2 separate regions of the Rattus norvegicus genome follow, and region 1 is linked to region 2. Evidence: chromatin contacts called from public Hi-C data. All regions are on one chromosome and are shown on one strand. Each heading gives the region's core, a stretch centred on a gene start, on an enhancer-like site or on the middle of the called end of the contact. The rest is flanking DNA. Distances are from core to core; before and after follow the strand shown. Region 1 overlaps Myo16 (myosin XVI). Region 2 has its middle 230 kb from the start of Irs2.

Region 1 (6,232 bases), core at 755-3,254, 230 kb before region 2:
GTCTAGAGAGAACTTATCACTTAGAAATCTCAAGGAGGTGGCTGGGGAGTGGCTCAACAGTTAAGGGTGCTTGCTGCCTTTTCAGGGGATGTGGGTTCTGTCCCCAAAACCCATACCAGGAAACTCACAGCCACCTGTAATGCCAGCTCCAAGGCATCTAGAGTCCTCTCGTAGCTTCTACAAGCACAGTCGCGCACACACAGATACAAAGATAAATAATAAAATAAATATTTAAGAAACAAAGAGAAGCCTCAAGGCTGCAGAGCAGGTGAGGGGTATCAGGAGGCCTCTAGGCACAGCCTTTAAGTCTGCTCCCCTCCCCTAGGTATTATCAATCACCACTGTGACTGAAGAATTATAGCATATGTATCCGTACTTCACAAAATACATTCTAATCTGAAAAAGGAAAAGAAAAGGGAAGCTGCTTTGAACCGTTTGCAATCGCTGCTGTAATAACAGAAACCTTAGAGATATAAGTCTCAGCTGTTCCCACCCAGATGCAGGAGTTCCCAACGCACACTGAAGGGAATTCTCTCCCGCCTGTGAGAGAAGTGGGCTTGTATGATTGTGTGACGCCGTGCTCTGGTGAGCTAGAGCAGGGTGATCTCCGAGAACGTGGAAGGGTGTGGTAAGATATAGAACGGAAGGATTTAATGCCCCTGCCATGTGCTGGAGCAGCTTACACGATTATTAAGGCTTACAGGGTTTCATCCTGAGGAGAGTAAATCCACTTTCTACTGAGGGATCCCCCCCGGCTGCTATTCACAGTGAGCATAACTCCATCCTCAATCGTCTTCTTTTGAATCTTCACTTTGAAAGACATTTTTATACCCAACGTCGTCGACTGTGTGGCTAATTCGCCCTCCCAGCAGGCAGGCATCGGTGACGGTTCCCATTAATGCCTGGGCATGAAGTGTGGAGACGGGTGTGCGTGATTTGCAGAGTGGCTCACGGTGCTCCTTCTGCGTTTTTAGCAATAGTAACTTGGAGGACACTGAGCTGTCAGTGCATCCCCTGTTGTGGGTATTTTGGACGCAGATGTGTAATGGTAAGCAAGAAATGGTGTATTGGAGTGAGATGGTCACTCTGTCCCAGGTCTGTTCTGCAGACTCACTTCTTCATAGGATTTCATGAGTAGCTCACTTTCTCAAGACATAGTCATGAGACTCTCACAGAGTCTCAATACATAGCCTAAGCTGACCTCCAACTGACGGCAATTCTCCTGCCTCAGCTTCCAGAGTGGTGGAAGAACCAACACGAGCCACCGTTCCAGGCTTCACATTTTTCTTGTGAGATAATCATGTAAATTCTAACAGTATAGAACTTCAAGTTGGGGGTGGGGGGAGGGGAAGGCACATAGACCTGACTAAAAGGATCAGCCAGGCTGGACTAACAGCACCGGGGGCTTCAAGCACCATTTTAACAGCCTGCTGCTCCCACACTCTATTCTGAGGTACCTACTACAAATACGCCCATATTACAGGTGGGAAAACCAAGGCTCAGAGAAACTATAAGCTTGCTCAGAGTTTCGCTGCTTACGCAAAGCCAAGCCTGACAGAGCAGTGGCTCTGTCTAGAATACCTCTTTCCACAGTTCTCAGCTTGATGCTCCCTGAGAAATTATCAGGGGTGGAGGGGTTAAATACATACTTTATTGCTGCTGTGTGACGATACAGTCACAGAGCTTGGGTGAGAAAACTCAAGCGTGTTGAACGTGTACTTTCCGGATTACAGGTAAACGGCCCTGTAAGATTCTAGGGACGGAATTAGAACACTTGGCCACTGAGGTGAGAAAGGACCAAATAATTATTCACCCCCCCCCCGCCCCGTAAGAGCAAAAGTTCTGGCTAACTGACATTTGGTTTCCTTCCTATGGTCTGGGGATCACCATGCTAATTTGTTTCTAGTTGCTTCCTTTGAAAATGTGGGTCCCTATTCAAATGGCAAAGGAGGCTTGTCCAGGACACTAGGAGGCGCCATTGCTCTGAGTGGTAGGTCAGGCCCGGCATGTTTGTCCTAGTGACTCCATACTGAAAGTCAGAGCTCCACTGGAAAGGATCAGGAAGATGGGGTGTGAGGAAAACACAGGGCGTGGTAGAAGTTTGGGGAAGAAAGTAGAAGGGAGCCAGGGTTAAGATGAGTTTGATTCACAAGTTATTCCTTTGAAACAAAACAGAACAAACCCTCAGTTTCATTATTTCCAACCCCATGAATCCAGAGCATACACAATGTAAGTGATCAAGTGCTTGGAAAATGGTTACAACAGAAGACTACTGTACAGCCTGTCTTCCATACAGTAGGTGGGTTGAATCTTTTTTTATGGAAGATTCACCTTCTGTAGAGCAGGCGAGAGGCACATAGAGACTTAAATATAAATCTCAGTCTATTTATCCTAGATAAATAGCTATTTCCTAGATGCAGCTCCCGGTAGCGCTTTTATTTAAGGCTTGCTTAATCCAGGTGGAAATTACCGTACATTTCAAACATTTCACCCCATCACATAAGCATTCCACACAAAGAATAGTTTGAGTTGGGAAGTCTGTGTTTCGTAAATGAAATCTTACAGAACGGCATTTTTATTTCTGAATACTGCTTGCAGTGGAAGGGTTTGAAAGTTGGCCTGTGAGAGATTTTGAATGTGATATCGGAGAGAATAGGTGACAGAGAGTGCTCCGTGGTCTGGGATGTTTTGTCTCCTCTGTCCACGCCACTCCCCATCGTTGAGTGACCTGGAAGTCCATGCCAGGGCCAAATCTTCGTTACTATTTATAAATACCTCATGCGTATGTTGCTCAAGAGGAAAGGTACGTTCTCAGGTGCCTTTACCTCAGACAGGGCAGTCACTGCACCCAGTCTACACCCTTAAAGGTGCCCACTACCCACAGCAAGGCTGATTCTGGAAGCTGGAGTCCACTATTCATTGTATGAGCACAGCAGTGGCTGCAGCTTGCATGCCACACACACACACACAAAAAAAAAAATCTCCCATATACGCCATTCACTCTTGGTGACACTTCCTGAACTAGATAGGTAGTATACACAACCATTCTGCTATAGGGGAAGACTTGTATTTCTAAACATTACATCCAAACACTGCTCAATATGAAAAGACTGAAGTTCGTATCTTGTCTCACGAAGGAAATCAAAGGCAGCAGCGGCATCTGGAGTCAAGGCTCTACGAAGGTTTGACACTTCTGTGCAGGTAACATTACAAATACCTGGACGTCGCTTAGCAATAAGGAGCAGGATGCGCCTGCTTCCTGGCTTACCAGTGGCTCCTCACTCGAGAGCTCCCTGTGGTACTCTCCAGTTTGTTTGCAAATGCCTGCTCTGCATGGACGGACGGTGTTTGAGGCAGAAATCCCAACGTTATTGTTGTTTAACCCCTGATACGTTCAGATGAGATGGCACCTCGAGAAACGGTCTGCCTCACGCAAATCTTGACCTCAAATACTAGGAGGCATCGCCTAGGCCTCACGCCTGTGGATAGATCTTGTGTTGTCTTGTCCACAGATGCTTCATCTTCCTTCTGCTCCAGACGCTGCCCTCTGTGGTAACGTACTTGAGTGTCTGTATGCTCCTGGGTGCATGTTGAAGGTAGCTCTAAGACTCCTAGATATCAACAAGGCTGTAGACAACACACAGCTCACTGCTGTGGGAATCTCCTCCATGCCCTGCAGCCATCCACAGCCTCCCCTAGCACAGAAGTTTCCCTCTTAGTCACAGAAAGCATCCCCTTGCATTCCAGAACCATCCTCCATTAACATTAAACTTTCTTCGGCATCCAGATGAGAAAGCCTTGTGGAGAAACCGGATAGGCATCCTCAGAGAAGGTTGGTTGCCACTTACAACAGTGTTCTGAGAGGAACTGGGCAACGGTTTTTCTCTCTGCAGGCCTGTGGCTGTCCCCATGCCCACAGGCTCTGGTGTATGGTGTCTCTGACAAGAAGGAGTCCTTTCACTAACTTCTTGACTCCTCTGCATCAAGCATAGGTGTCTGTGGGAGAGGGGCCTGTGAGTTCAAAATTTTAATTTTCCGATGGCCAGGAAACTCATGTTTTAGCCAGTTACACTGAGAAATGTTATTTGGGTTTTTATAAATTGATCAGTAGCCAAATATACCCATGCAAAGGGCAGAGCTCTTTGTCCTCTATAATATTTGGAAAGATGTTTTCAATGCCTAGACAATGGATGTCGTTTGACATTTATCTCACAAATTACCACTGTTTCCCTCTCCAAACACCCAAGAATTTGCACGAGCAAATCGTACAGCCAGGCTTGTGCGGACTTGCAGAATGAATTCCATTACAGTCATCCGGTAACCCAGAGTGTAAGAACAGGGCTTGCTACTGGAAATCTAAAACAATAAATGACTAAATCCCCCGTTGCCTCGGCCTTCTCCCAGACTCTGTGGGGTTCCCACGTCAGTGAGAGAAAGTACAGTAGAGGAATCAACCTCTAATGTGAGGTGGATCCATGGCTGACTTCTAAGTGTCCCCCTTGGGTTCCTCCTAGGTACCTTGTTTTTTTGGGGGGTGGGGGGGACTTCAAAAATTTCATCTGATCATTACACAATAGTAGTAACTTTTGTGTTAGGGGAGGCTGTGGATGGTTGAAGGCCATGGAGGAGACACTCACAGCAGTGAACTGTGTGTTGTCTACAACCTTGATGATATTCATGAGTCTTAGAGCTGCTTTCAACAGTGGTAGAGAGATGATGGGAAAAAAAAAAAAGTGCTCCAAAGTACATTTCCAGTCAGGATGCAGAGCAGGAACTGTCCCTGTGACTTTCAGGAGAGCTGGGACAGCCCTGACAGACAAGAAGAAAGGAAGAGAAGGATGGTGGTGGCTGGATTTTTCTTGAAGCAGAGGTGTGTAAGTTCAGGAACCGCGATCCTTTCTGAACATAGGAAAGAAGGGGAGAACGAAGACAGCTCTCACTGCTCTGGCCCAGAATGATGTCGGGTTGCTCTCTAGAAGCTCCTTTCCAGCTTCCTGGTAAAGCTCTGATGCTTCCACACCTCCCCTCTATCCCTTAGAAATTATCATGGCCACTAGAATCTCTCCCACAACCCAGTCGGAAGCTCCACGAGAGGAGGCTCATACGGTGATGGCAGCCATACTGCTATGGGCGGACCCTCACGTAGCAGGAGTGCCCAGACACACTGTGTGGCCTGTGATGGCCTTTGTCGATAAGCATAGTTCTTGAGGTTTTCCTGTAGCTCTCTCCTGGGCCAGGGTGCTGACTTCTCTTCTGAGGTAGAGAAGCCAGGTGTCGCCTCACTGCCTACTAAGGAGCAAGCCCAGGCTTTCAGGATTAAGAGATCACACACACACACACACACACACACACACACACACACACACACACACACACCCGCCACCCATAATCACAAAATCTAACATCTTAGAGTCATGAGTCAAGCACACCTCCCAAACCCTATGGTGCTATTTTTAGTCCCTGAAAACAATTAACATTAAAATGATGGTGCGAAGACCCTTCCCGAGAAAGTAATTTCCTTCCGAGGTTGAACACAAACTCATTACCAGGAGCAGATGTGGCGAATGGCAGACAAGACATATACCTCATTGTCAGCATTCCCAAGAGACACCAAGAGCAGGTTTTATGGCTGGGAGAATGCTCTAGAATGCTGGGCTCGAAGGTTCATGGCTGGAAGAATGTTCTAGAATGCTGTCCCTCTTCTGTCTTAGGGCTTTACTGATGGGAACAGGCACCATACCCAAGGCAACACTTATAAGGACAACATTTAACTGGGGATGGCTTACAGGTTCAGAGGTTCAGTCCATTTTCATCAAGGCAGGAGCCTGGCAGCATCCAGGCAGGCATGGTGCAGGAGGAGCTGAGAGTTCTACATCTTCATCTGAAGGCTGCTAGCAGAACACTGCTCCCAGGCAGCTAGGACTATGGTATTAAAGCCCACGCCCACAGTGACAAACCTACTCCTCAATTCCCAACAGTACAACATTCTGGGCCAAGCATATACAAACCATCACATCTTCCCTGTACAGCCCTATCCCGAAGTCCACCGTGCTACAGTTGGACCCTACAAGATTACCCTACAAGAAGATTAGGCTAGGGCTATCCACCATATTCCAAGATAACCTTACTCCCTCTGTTCCTTTGTCTTGGACCTCCCTTCCATACTGTGACTGGAGACTTTTATGGCTTGACAGAGAAGTATTTGGATGTCAGATTGACATGGGATGGACCC
Region 2 (6,261 bases), core at 3,496-5,995:
ATCCACCACCACCCCACACTGTTCTACCACAGAAGCCTACTTCTTACTCTTCCTGAATAATTGATCAGAAAAATTATTTTATTTAAAATGAGCATGTCAGAGTAGCAAGTTTACCAAATGAAAGAGACACAAAGGAGGAGAGAGAATGGAGTAAAAGGAAAAGGAGAGGAGGAGGAAGAGGACGAGGAATAGGAGGATGTGGGGAGGAGGGGGAGCAGGGAAGGGGGAGTACAGGGAGGAAGAGGTAGTAGAGGAGGATGGGGGAGGATGGAGAAGTGGAGGTGAAGGAGGAGCGTGAAGAGAAAGATGGGGAGGAGAAGGAAGAGGGGGAGGAGAAAAGATTCTGCTAGTTTTCTTCCTGGTCCTAAAAGCCCTCTTTCTATTTCATCTCATATGTGTGTAACTTATTTTGTTTAATATATTATGTTTCAATTCCACCACTTTTTCTGCAAGAGACATAATCTTCATAGCCAAATTGACACAGGCTAGGTTGACTCCATGGCAGGCTTCAAAGCGTCAGTTCAGGAGACAAGGCCTCAGGCAGCCAGTCAGAAACTACCTTGCCATAGATGCTGCCCTGCCTCCTGCCCGGAAGCAAGGGCAATGGGTCAGCAACAGTTTCCCTTCGTTTCCCTGTCCCTCCCTGATGTGCTTTAAAAAACCAGATCTGTGAGCTCACTGGGGCGCCTCTATCTTGGTAGATGGTAGACCCCAGCATGTTGAACTTCTGCAGAATAAAACGCTCTTTGCTTTTGCATACTGTTTGAGCCCAGGGTCTCATTCTTTGGTGCAGACCCTTACAAAGTAAAACCCCATATGCACACTGACACATGGCATTTTCTTTCATTCCTGGGCACCTGTGCTCACCACAGGACTTGACCCTCATTAATGATCTGGCCTAGTAAGACAGCCATGCTCTAGGCTGCTGTCCCACAAGGATGATGAAGGCTGATGAAGTTGAAGAGATGAACATGGCACAGGCCGCAGGGGATGACCCTGTGAGACTCGGCGGACCCTTCAGGAAAGGACCGACTTTCTCTAGAGAGACAAAGCTTTCTGGATGATTCCCTTCCAGAGCCAGTCCAGGCTAAGAAGCTCATGTCCTGTTCATGCAGCTGGTCAGTTTAGAGGGGACAGCAGGAGTCTGGACTTTGACCATTGCTCCTGCACTACCTGCGAGTCCTGTATGTCTCCAGGGCGGGAGATTCTTATGGTGGCAATATTGCTCTGAGCCTGGCTGGGATCCATCCTTGGAAAAGTTCATGGACAGAGAGACGGTGGTTATGGGTACGGCTGAGACTTGCATTTCTTTGGATGTTTCTCTCCTTGCTCCTTTTATCCCATTGTGGCTTTACCATCTACAGCCCAAGCTTTCATTCTCTGTGAGGACTGTGACTGTGAGTGAGCTTACCTGTGAGGGCCATTAATGCTCTATCTTGACAGTAGAATGCAGACGTCTTACGCTGCTGTAGTCAAAAGCCAGTTATCCATCTCTGTGACAGACGGCTTACTTGTATCCTCCAGTGTTGTGTTTCATAAAAAAGAAAAAGAAGCTAAGCATGGTATGGTGTGGAGGAAGGTGGGGGGGTGCCCCTGTGGGCCCATGCTGAGGCATCCCTTCCTCATGAGGGACCAGCCATAGGAACTGGTATAGTGTAGAATAGTTTATTTGGGGCATGGGAAGGGGAGTTGAGGGGGCAGTAGAGACAGAGAAAGGCAGGGAGGCAGGGAAGGAGGAAGGGAGGGAGGGAGGGAGGGAGGGAGGGAGAGAGAGAGAGAGAGAGAGAGAGAGAGAGAGAGAGAGAGAGTAGAGGAGTAGAGCCTGGCCATGAGCATATAGAGAGAGAGGAGGGAAGAATGGGGAGAGAAGGGACAGAGGGGGAAGAAAGCAAGAGAGAGTGAGGAGGGGGCAAGCAGCCCCTTTTACAGTGAGTCGGGCACACCTGTCGGTTGCCAGGTAACTGTGGGTCAGAGCCTAGCAGGAATGCTAACATCCAGAACTTGTGTTTGAAATCTGAGTCCCAGGGAAGGGGGAGGGTAACAATGTGCAGATGGGGTGAGCAGGGAGGGAGCCCTCAGCAAACAGGACAGGGAAGATTCGGTTGTCTCTTCCCCCTGCAGTGAGAAGAAGAATGTACACAAACCACAAAATGATTCTCAGTGGACCCCACATCTGTCCGTATCTGTGCCTTGGTTTCCCAGCAGGCAGAATGAAGAGCTGCACAGTGCTGGTGTTAACCTGTCAACATCCTTCCTAACAGCAGGCTGAACTCATGGAGACAACCCCTTTTGTAATATCACTTTCTATTTAGAATACCCTTTCCAAGCTTGTAAGAAATATTTTAGAAAAAGAAAATCTTTCTTTTCAAATGAACTTTTGCTTCCTAGTTCTCAGCTCATTTTTCTTTTGATACACGATGGCTTTTTAATAATTCTTTCCCTATTCCCTTTTGCTACATAAAAGCTTGTTGAAATAGCCAGTTGGGGTGAGCCATATTTCAGCTCATTCTAACTCAGCAGTTGCACAGCCCAAATTCTGAGATGCTACTCCTGGGACACAATGTGACAGACAAGGGCTGAGCGCATGACACATGTGCCAAGGGGACACTTTCTATCAGTGGGTCACTGGTGTGAATGACCTTCTAGATCTGATTCCCTGCTTTGCATGACAGCACATGAAGTCCTCTAAAGGAACATGTTCTTCAGGAGGACATGCAAATGACAGGTGGGTTTAAGATGGGTTTTCTGTGCACGCAACATGATTATCTAAGTGGAATTTTAAACACATTTTGTCTGCAGGCACAATAGGTAAGTTTCAGTCTGATGAGAACAGAGGGAAGCACAGTGAGAGGGAACACTGTGAGCATTAACACACGTGCCTCTCTTTCTCTCTAGACTGGGGGTGGAAGTCAAGTGACAGCCCCAGGGCTGCACAGGTAGCTCAGAAGGTAAAAGCATTTATTGAACGAGCTGGAGAACTGCGTTTAAATGCCCAGCACCAGCATAAAGACAGCATAGATTTATGTGTTACACCTTCAGGGCTGGGAGGTAAAGACAAGAGAATCCTGGAAGTTCTCTGACTGACCAATTTCCGGTTCAGCGAAAGACTGTTCCAAGGCCTTGAGGCAGAGAGAATAGACAGAAACACCCAATGCTTTTTTCTTTGGCCTCCACATGTATACATGCATACCTGCACACTTACATGAATACCTGCACACTCACATGCATACCTGCACACTCACATGCATACCTGCACACTCACATGCATACCTGCACACTCACATGCATGCACCACACACACTCACATCCATATATCATGCACACATGCATGCAGCATCCACACTCACATGCATACAACATTCACACATACATGTAATATGAATACTCACATGCATGCATCACACACTCACATGCATGTACCACACATGCTCACATGCATACACCACACAGACTCACATGCATGCAACATGCACACATGCAGGTACTATGTGCATTCACATGCATGTACTATGCATACTCACATGCATGTATCATGAATACATGCACGCACCATATATGGTCACATGCATGCACCATGCACATTCAAATGCATTCGGCATACTCACTCATCCAAAAACAGAGGAAGAAACAAGAGAACATGGTTGCCACCGATTGGCATCTTAAATCACAGGATTTCCTTCATTTTTTTCTTGTGTTTGTGCCTTCCTGAACTCTATACATCCAGCCTATAAAGATGGATGCATCTAAAGAATATTGATGGTTTCCAGGGTGCACTCTGTGCAAGTGCTCTGTCCAGGGCACTGGATAGCAATCCTCACTCCCCAGTGAGCAGAATGAAGCTGTTGCTCAGAGCTATTCTTTAAAGTCAGATGAGGAGGGGGTAAGGGGAGGGAATGCTTCAGTCAGTAAAGTCTTGCTATGTAAAAATGAGGCCCTAAGCTCAGATCCCCAGTATTAACATAAAAAAGCTGCACACAGTGAGCATACAGACCACACTTTCAGGAGGTGGAAACAGGAGGATCCCCGGGACTGGCTGGTCAGCAAGTCAGCCTCATTAGTGAGTGAACATCATTCAAAAGAGAGGATAGAGAACAATTAAGGAAGGAACCTGATATCATCCTCTAGTCTTCATTCATGCACACATGAACACCTAAATGTTCACACACACACACAAACCACCCACACACCGCACACTACATAGACACACACCACACATACACACACATATGTGTGGGCATACACCCACATATGCACACATGAACACCTAAATGCACACACATGAGCAAACCACACACACAGAGACACACACACACATATACTATACACTACACATGCACACACCACCCACACAGAGAGACACACCACACATATACACACATATACATGTGGGCATATACCCACACATGCACACATAAACACCTAAATGCATACACACATGCAAACATGCATACATGAACACCTTAATGTAATGTACACACACACACCACACATGTACACACACACACCACACATGTATACACACACACACACACACACACACACACACACACACACACATACACACACCTGATGGGGAATCAGGACCACAGCAAGACAGCAAAAATCTAACTGCACTCTTGGCCTGTGCATAATGCACTCAGTCTTTGCAGCAGGACTTCACCCTTTCAGACAAAATGGAACCTTCCTAAGCATACTCCCCCACTAATGGCCCTGACAAGCAGAGGCCGCATTCCTACAGCTGTGGTGCATCGCCCCTTTCCAGAAACCTCACAATGCTCCTCATTTGTATTCTTCCTCTTTCTCAGGGAATGAAGTGGATTTCAATTTCTTTTCATTTATTTGAACTAAAGATTAGGTCTCTCGTTTGTTTTATGGCTTTCATTCTGAAGAGAAAGAGCAGTGAATGCATCCATGAAATATTTTAGGGAAGAATAGAGCCAGGAATTCTCCATTAGCCCCATGCGGCCATTGTGTTTCCCCCTCTCAGCCTCGGGATTAAAGTTTGCTTCTGTGGACATGAATGCTGCCACTTCCTTCTGAAAAATCACCCTTCTGTGTGTTTTTGTTCCGTTTTCTCAATTCGGCTGACCTTGGATGCGGGGTGACTACACTTAGCTAGAGTTACAAAATGCAAAATAAAAATAAGAAGACGGTGCTGAGAGGGAAGTCTGGTTTTGTTGGCTGTTTTTTTGAACATTCAAAAAAATATTTTGAGTCATGTATGTATGCATGGCAGCCACATCCAACTCAGACAACGCTGAGTCTTACTGCTAAAAAAACGTCCTTTGGGAAGCAGAGAGATGGCTCAGAGGATAAAGCCACTTACTGCCAAGCCTAATGACCTGAGTTTGATCTGCAGAACTCACATGGTAGAAAGCACAAACTGACTTCTGCAGATTGTCTTCTCTTTGCCACCTGTGTATCTTGGAGTGCAACAGCCCCCCCTCAACAAAATAAATAAATCTAATAAAATGTCTTAACAACTCTTGAAATTTTGTTTTCATGGGTGTTCATGTGTATATACATACATATACACACATACATGTGCACGTGCATGAGGGTATACATACATATGTATGCTAATACTTATGTGTAGTAATGGACATAGGTGGGAGAGGTCAGCCATGAACAAATCTGGTAGAAATCCCTGACTCTTCGTGTGAGAACTGGCTGCTCAGCATGGCAGGAATGTTTATTTGATGTTCTATTTTCACAGCCTTATGTGTCCCACTGTTTATATTATTCTCATTCCTTTCAGCCCTTTTTTGGAAGAATTTTAACAATGCACACAATTGAAAAAGAGTCAACGATATCTTGAGACCAAAGATGTTTCCAGACAATGCTCCTATGTTTAAAGTTCAGTTCAGGATGGCTTGCTGTTAGTGCTCAGTATCCCTTGAAGGGAGAGAGAAGACATTCTAGCATGAGTTTCAAATCCCAGTTTAAACTGAGACTAGTGCCTTTGGTAATTTAGGATTGACAATACTCTGTCATGTCTGGCATGGCTCACTAGAAAGAAGAACCACCACTGTGCCTTCAGAAGCACACATAGTATCACACTGAATGCTACAGTCAACACTGAGACTAGCATGTTGCCTCCAAACTACACAGCTAAGGGTGTTATCGATTCTCTGGAGGGCAAGACCAGGGAAGAGGTAGACCAATAGTCTCAGAGGATGCCTCATTTGGAGAAGTCAACCATTTTCCTGTGGTCCAAGAGAGGAGGCAGTGCTCCATTATATGATCCCAACAGACAGTAAA

Evidence for each region. A called contact is a pair of places that touch in the nucleus more often than the background predicts.
Region 1: a Hi-C map of Schwann cells shows a contact between it and region 2, with 4 times the contacts expected there. The contact joins two enhancer-like sites. A contact is called at or near these places in 2 of 12 Hi-C or Micro-C datasets (the A7r5 cell line and Schwann cells).

The regions. Positions count from the first base shown.
Region 1 is chr16:85,644,318-85,650,549 of GRCr8, reverse strand. The region is part of intron 31 of Myo16 (myosin XVI); the gene reads left to right. Among named protein-coding and RNA genes, the nearest start is that of Myo16, 300 kb to the left of the region's middle. Within about 2 kb of position 2,004, at least 4 of the 93 cell types and tissues checked have an H3K27ac peak or open chromatin away from gene starts, as enhancers often do. A contact at or near this core is called in Schwann cells, where this site is marked.
Region 2 is chr16:85,418,520-85,424,780 of GRCr8, reverse strand. No RefSeq gene overlaps it. Among named protein-coding and RNA genes, the nearest start is that of Irs2, 230 kb to the right of the region's middle. Within about 2 kb of position 4,745, at least 8 of the 93 cell types and tissues checked have an H3K27ac peak or open chromatin away from gene starts, as enhancers often do. A contact at or near this core is called in Schwann cells, where this site is marked.